2 separate regions of the Zea mays genome follow, and region 1 is linked to region 2. The links are chromatin contacts, called in public Hi-C maps. All regions are on one chromosome and are shown on one strand. The core of a region is the stretch at or near the end of the contact, and the rest is flanking DNA. Distances in the headings are between cores, read along the strand shown.

Region 1 (3,696 bases), core at 212-2,711, 360 kb after region 2:
GGTTGATATCTACTTATACTTAGTAACTGCTAATAAAATTTTGATCAACTTATTAAAAGTGATGCTAGCCTTAACCACTTTTTCCTTGGTAAACCTTACACTTCACATGAGCCCCCACCGTAAGTGAGCTCATGCATATTATTGCCCACAACTTGTTGAGCGATGAACGTATGTGAGCCCACTCTTGTTAAACTCACACCAGGTCAAGAATATGTACTGCAAAATGAGGAGCATGAAGAATGCTACGATGAATTTGTGAGAGGTATATGTTGTCGTCTCCCAGTCAACTATGATTGCGAAGGATAGTTGTCGTTATATGATGCAATTATTTAGCTATTTTATATAGACCCCTATTATATAATAAAGATGTGACATTGATTTATATATCATAAGTTATCATATATGTGAGACTTGATACTATCACACATTTGAGATGTGACAAAGAGACAATTATGATCTATGAGAATGTTAATATGTCTTTGGGGTAAAATGCCATTAGTAAGGGTCTACGTAGAACAAGGCGCTCATGTGCCAGAGAGAATTATTTTAGTTAGTGTCACCTCTCTACTTACGTTTTGCAGGCACTCAGACGTCGTCGACGTCGTTTCTTTTGTTGCATGTTGTACTAGTATATCAGTGTCGCAACATTTCATCCTCGCACATATGGACACTACAGAGACGTTGTGACATTGATCATCAACAAACTTGAGGAGCACGAGTGAACGTGCTGTTGCGGGGTGTGTACGGTTTCTTCCAGTATATCGATGATACACTCTTCTCTATTGCGTTGTGCATCTAATGATAACTATTAATTTGTGATACCTTTTTCCTATGATATCTTTTTCCTATGATAACTATTAATTTGCCGATGTACAGTTCGCCGAGCGTTCTTTGCCGAGTGTTACACTCGGCAAAATGTTTACCGAGTGTTTAAGGCACTCGGCAAAGGAGCTGTGTCCGGTAGTGTTTGTGATACCTTTTTCCTATGTTATATTGGTTGAATATGATAAATATACTAGTGCGTGGCTTATAAGTTCCCTGCATTCCACACGCGCGCGCTGAACAACAATACGCTGGTTCAGTTCACCCGAACTTTCCCATCAACAGGCATCAACACAAAGGCAACAAGAGGTACAGAAACCTGCAGAAAAAAAAAACACTGCATGAGTCCAGCACTCCATCTTGACATGACCATACAGAAGATCAAAATTCCAAGCTTTCGTCTCCTGATGTGCTAGGTGACTATAATAATAAACAACCCCAATACATAAATTACACAAAAACCGTAGACTATGCTCATACTTTTTAATTTACTTGGCCGGCCGGCCTCTTGAGCACCAACCACCGGCCTGTTCAAGTCTCAGCGTTAGTTCAGGAGTGAAGTGCAGTAGACAGGAAGAAAAGGAATGGGAAAGCTAGCTAGATTATTACAGTAGCTCACTAGCTACTAGCTATAGCTATAGCTCTAGCCCTCGATCGTTCGTTGCTTGAGCCTGTGAAACTCTCTTTGCGTCGTCTTGACCACACTGGTGGTGGTCTGACGGCCGGAATTCCCCACGTTTGCTTTGACGACGACCACGCATGCATGGAGATGTTATTAGCTAGCTTTTGGATGGGGAGACGATGATAATATCTCGCAGTAAAGCAAAGCGCGGCATTAGCCGAGATCGAGACGCACTTTTGATTGTGAGCACCATAATAAACTAACCACGCAGAGAGTTCCGCCTGTCTCGGCGCGCTGTCCTTCGACGACGAGACCGGGCATGCACGACCCGAGGAAGCACGCGAGCTCCTCACCTGTGATGTGAAGACTGCAACGGGATTACGCAACGGTGACACGACGACACAACCCGGCCGGTAGTGGTGCACTAGTGCAGTGCAGTGCAGGACGAGATGGTCACTACTGGCCTGGTGTGCTAGGATTTGACGACACGATGAGCTGTGACAAAGAGACCTTTATTTGGTTCTCATGTGGGTCCAGGACTGGACGACGGCACTGGCATGGCATGGATAATGGATTGGTGTCACTGGCATGGCCGCACGCCGATGGAGCTGTCCCTGGTAGCCCCGTGCCAAGCCACGCACTGTTCAACGCCATGGCGTGGAACGGTGTCGTTTTCGTCAACCACAAGATTGGGCCGTCCTCACAGCCAAGATAAGGGAAGGATGGAAGAATAACAAACAAAGACGGCCGGCCGGAGACTCTCCGATTGCCCAAGCCTAAATGCCCAAGCATGTGGTCTCTCCATGGAAACAAAAGCCCACTGGGCCACGCACCAGGCACCACCTCAGAACCAAGTGGCCTTGCCGTCGAAAGTAGCGCGCTAGCGAGCATGCAAAATAGCATTTGGACAGTGCAAATTGACGTGCACTAACAACCATGACTGAGCAGTAACGGATAAGGAGAGAACAGAAAGAAAATTGACATGCACTAGGTAGAACACTGGGTATACACAAACATCCAAATCCATCGGCAATGTTTTTATGAATACCGAGCTCGTTAACTACCCCCTTCATACATCATACACATATATCAGCCACGTGTAAAAGGAGATTGAAACTATGGAGATGGCAACTGAGTACATATCCGATGGGTATTGTCATATTATCTTATACCCGTTTCGTGAATAAAACTCACAATAAAACTCACGTCCGCTAAAAAAAACTCATGCCCGTGGCCGGATACAAAGTTATGCTCATACTCGTGCCAGTGTAGGTAATGTGTACCTGCAGATTGCCCGTGCCCAATATTTCGTAATATATTCTTTATAACTAGACACAATACGATTCTAATTATTTGATAGATTAAATCGGGAATAAGATCATACATAAACAAATTATATATGGCCAAACTACATAGTTCATTGACATATCACAATCACAAGTTCATAGCCTTACCATATCACTTACTACCGGAATCAGCTTCTTTGCCGAGTGTCTGGAGCACTCGACAAAGCCTGAAAAACACTCGGCGAATGCTTTGCCAAGTATTACACTCGACAAAAAAAAGTTCGGCGAACTGTACATCGGCAACGGCTTATTTGCCGAATACTTTTTATCGGGCACTCGGCAAAGACGTTTGCCGAGTGTCGCAAGGTACTCGGCTAAGATTTCATGTGCACGCCTGCTAGGTTTCTACACATAGTGTGTGACAACTTTCTCGAAACATTCTCAAATTTTTTATCATAGGCTCTACATATGATAACGTGACATGTGGACAAGTTTCATGATTTTCTGACTTTGTTTGTGTTTTGTACAAGTTTTAAACAACTGGATGACAAGTTCACGTCATGTTTCGTGAGCATGGTGCTCGAACATTCCGGTTTACTCCTGAAATCGGCCATAACTTGTGCTAAATAACATGAATATCATTTTTGCACTCATGGTTTTCCATTTTTCGTGTGACTTGCAGTTCAAATATGAATTATCTGAGGAAATACAATTAAACGAATAAAATCTAATATTTATAACAAACACTTTATAATTGTTCCAAAAATGGAACATGTAGGTCTACATAGTGTAGGAACAAACCATAAAAAGTTTGGTTGGAAAAAGAAAAAAATGAAAACTGTAAGAAAAATGGACCCCGGGCCATTTGGCTAAATGAGTTTTGGTATTTGATGATTAACACAACCTGTGAACTAATGGATTTGCTAGTGTTTATGTTTATAGTTCACATGATGCGAAGATGATTGG
Region 2 (3,874 bases), core at 401-2,900:
ATATAAAAATCATATTTATTCAACGTCGTATGATAAAGATATGATTTTTTTCAAGAGACTTGCCATGATATTCGTGTTGGTATGATAAAATAATACATTGACCTTAAAAAAATAGTTCCTCCATTTTTTTTATTTGTAGCGGTTTAGTTTAAAAGTAAACGACAAATATTTACCACGTCACAACATAATTTTATCAAGCCATGTGCGTTGGCGCAATAAAGAAGTTAACAAAATAAAAAAGAAAATAAGTAGAAGTTAATTTTAAAACAAAAGTTATCAAAAAACTAAAAAATGAAGAAAAATTTTCCAAGAGCGGATGCAGTAGCTATGACAAGACTGGACATACCACATGGAAGAGACGCATACGTGGCCAACGTGCGACAGTTGTGAGGTATTCATGCGATGGGTTTGTGATAGATAACTATCCGCTTGAGTCTATTTATTTTAAACTAGGTATATTTGTAACTGAGGTCTTCTCTCCTTCTATATATATATATATATATTTTAAAATATTTTGATTCAAACAGTGTGTTGCTTAAAAAAACAAAAAAAAATTTGTAAACTAAACCAACTAGTAAAATGTGATACACAAAAACCTTCTGAGGTCCTGGGGACAAATTTGTCTAGAGTTAACAAAAGTTCCAAACGTTCTTCCCGTATTGGAAATCATATTCCTGGACTGGGCGGCGACGTGTCGAGGCGGAAGCGCCGCGCCGGCGGCGAAGAAAGGGGGCAGATTGACAGGGTGGGTGGGTACGGGCGTACGGCTATCGCTTCGCCCCCTGCACATCCGCACATGGGGGTGCGTGGCTTTGCTTGACTCGTGATTAGAGACGTCAACGGGGACCCGATACCCGCTAACTCGTGGGAAATTTCCCTATTAGGGTATGGGTATGAGACAAAATTTGTCCCCATAGGTATGGACATGGGACAAAATCTCTACCCATTGGGTAAACGAGTATGAGTTTGGGAAGCAATAATCCAAACCCGATTACCCATGGGTATTTCATATGTGTACATCTATCCTATTTGTATGAATGAGTTGAGGCCGAGTCGACCATCAAACCTAGCAGACTCCATTTCTTATATTGGTCCCAAAGTACTGATTTCTTTTCTGATGGATGGATGAATGAATCATGGTTCATGGATGAGTGTTTGTCGATGTGGTGATGTATAAAATCTAGATAGTTTGTGCTAGATGTTAGTACCTAGTTATCCCTTAATTGGGGATGGGGACCCATTGGGGACCCGAAACCCAAATGGGGATGGGTATGAGATGGATTTTGTACCCATGATGGATATGAGTATGGGTATAGGGATGTACCAAATATGATGGGGATGAGTCTGAAATGCTATAACCCGGTGGGGAATTATGCATTGACATCTCTACTCGTGATGGAATGGAGTGGAGTCAGCGCCAGCACGACGCTGGATTGGTGATTGGTGGCGGTGCGGAGGACGGTGCGCCCGCCCACGCGTCGAGCGCCACAGACCCGACGCGCCCGGCATGGCAGGGCAAGGCAGCCGCACGAGCCGCTTCTAGCCTGCTGGTCGGAGTCGGAGGGCCGGGCCAGGGCTGGGTGTGGTCGCCACTGTTCCAGAGTGCCCAGTGGTGCCGCCTGCCGCGGTAGTACAAACTACAAAGGCAAAGGGGACTCCCCCGCGTCCGCTTCCCTCGCCCCCCCAGTCCCCAGACATGGCGCCCTGCGCGTCCCCGTCCGCCCTCGCGCTCTCCGCCAGCACGCGGGTAGGTCGCCAGCCCCAACAACGGCGAGAATTCGCCACTACCCTCTCGTGTCTGCCGTGCGCAGCTGGTTGATTTGCTCTGCATCTGCCTTGCTGCAGGTCAGCATCCTCCGGCTCCCGCTGGCGCTGCGGCAGCGGGCGGAGGCGCGCGTGCCCGGCGCCCAGTTCCGCCCGTCGACCGCGTGCTCCTGGGCGCGCCCCTTGCTGCCCGAGCTCGCGGGGGCGGTCCCTCGTGCCGGCGCCCGCGGCACTGGCAGGAGGACGCAGCCGCTGTTCCGGCCTCGCGCATGTACGCTCCCTTGAACAGTTCGATTTTTCTCATTCTTCGAACTGTCTGTGAAATTGACCTGGCTGAAATTGACATTGACAGTGACGACGACGTCTCAGATTGCCAGCTGCGCCTTCACCCTGGGCACGGTCGCCGTCCTCCCCTTCTACACCCTCATGGTCGTCGCCCCCAACGCCGACATCGTGAGCCATCTTCCTCCGTCATTCACAACTTAATAACTCAAGGCATGGAGCTCTCTCGTCAGTGGTCACCACCTCATGTCCTCATCTCCCTGCTCCTGCGCGCAGACCAAACGCACCGTGGAGAGCGGCGCTCCCTACGTCGCCCTGGGCCTCCTCTACGCCTACCTGCTCTACCTGTCCTGGACCCCCGACACCCTGCGCGCCATGTTCGCTAGCAAGTACTGGCTCCCTGAGGTACTGTGCTACGCGTTGTCCCAATGTTCTGCTGCTGTTAGCTGCTGCTGCTAGCTGCTCACAGAGATGGGATGGGACGACTTGGCAGTTGGCGGGCATCGTGAGGATGTTCGCGAGCGAGATGACCGTCGCCTCCGCGTGGATCCACCTCCTAGCAGTCGACCTCTTCGCGGCAAGGTCAGGCACGCACCACTGAACCAACCAACCAACCAAGTAGCAGTGCTGGGACTGAGGGGGACGCGTCGCGCGTTTTGGTTTGGGTTTGCAATGCAGGCAGGTGTACCACGACGGCCTCAGGAACAACGTCGAGACCAGGCACTCTGTCTCGCTGTGCCTGCTCTTCTGCCCGGTTGGGATCCTGGCTCATGTGCTGACCAAGGTACTGGCAGGGGCAGTTGCCCGCTCACACTGATGATTGCAATTGGGTGGTTGTATTGTATCTAGGATTCTTCCATTGTTACCATGTGGAGATGTGGATTGAGCGGAATTGATAGGGTTTACCGTTTGATTCACCAAATGTAACGTAAATGATAAGAGTAACGATTCACACTCGAATACCGGTGGTAATAAATTTAAATAAGGCGGTATCCATTTATAATACGGTTGGACTTAAACAAACGTTAAATCGTTATACTTTGGTAACGTAATGGTAACCGATAACGTTAAATCATGTTTGTTTAAGTCCAACCGGTATCGATATCATACTACAAATGTATACCGTCTTATTTAAATTTATTACTACCAGTATTCGAAGGTGAATCGTTACCATTACTATTTACGTTACATTTGATGAACAAAATAAATCCCAAACAAGTTAAATTTTTTAACTTTTTCTAATTCTATTCAATCTATATGTAATAGGAATAACCGAACGAGCCGGTTTTATATGATCTGGATATGAATAAAACTGGTTTAACGCACCGATTCTTGCCATGTGGGCTCGCCTATTTTTTTTCAAAAAACAAAAATGCTGACAGCTGAATTCACTTACGGGATCCATTCATTTTTGAGTAATTAGAATTTATTTAATAAAGTAATCTATTTAGTTTGAAATTTAACTTTTCATCACTTTTTCAAAATTTAGATATAAGTCTATCTCAAATTTATGTGATAAAAGATCAGAAATGATTTTTTATAAGTAGAATTTGTTTTTACTCTATAATTTATAGAACGCTCTTCAGCTCACTCCTCTATAATAAAAATATAGCACATAAATATCTTCAATATCTTTCTACCAATATTATACAAATATATTTTATATAAAATCAAATTAGATTAATTAATATATGCTTAAGTTACTACTAAAATGAATTCAATTCTAAGGATTCAAACATGACTTTATCGTCTAGGAATTTATAGTATACTATTTTAGTGCCCGTGCGTTGCAACGGGAACATATAATACTATGATAGTTATGAGAAAA

The links. Hi-C and Micro-C count contacts between places; a contact is called where the count stands out from the background.
Region 1: a Hi-C map of tassel shows a contact between it and region 2, with 3 times the contacts expected there. The contact joins the enhancer-like site here to the promoter of LOC100274357 in region 2. A contact is called at or near these places in 2 of 25 Hi-C or Micro-C datasets (ear and tassel).

Annotation. Positions count from the first base shown.
Region 1 is chr3:23,802,615-23,806,310 of Zm-B73-REFERENCE-NAM-5.0, forward strand. No RefSeq gene overlaps it. Among protein-coding and RNA genes, the nearest start is that of LOC100272600, 28 kb to the right of the region's middle. Within about 2 kb of position 1,462, at least 18 of the 20 cell types and tissues checked have an H3K27ac peak or open chromatin away from gene starts, as enhancers often do. A contact at or near this core is called in ear and tassel, where this site is marked.
Region 2 is chr3:23,439,637-23,443,510 of Zm-B73-REFERENCE-NAM-5.0, forward strand. It overlaps LOC100274357 (Protein ABA DEFICIENT 4 chloroplastic), which reads left to right and starts at 1,651. Exons shown (of 5, transcript NM_001148717.1): 1 at 1,651-1,747; 2 at 1,846-2,035; 3 at 2,117-2,217; 4 at 2,323-2,451; 5 at 2,540-2,936. The coding sequence starts at 1,697. The coding sequence ends at 2,647.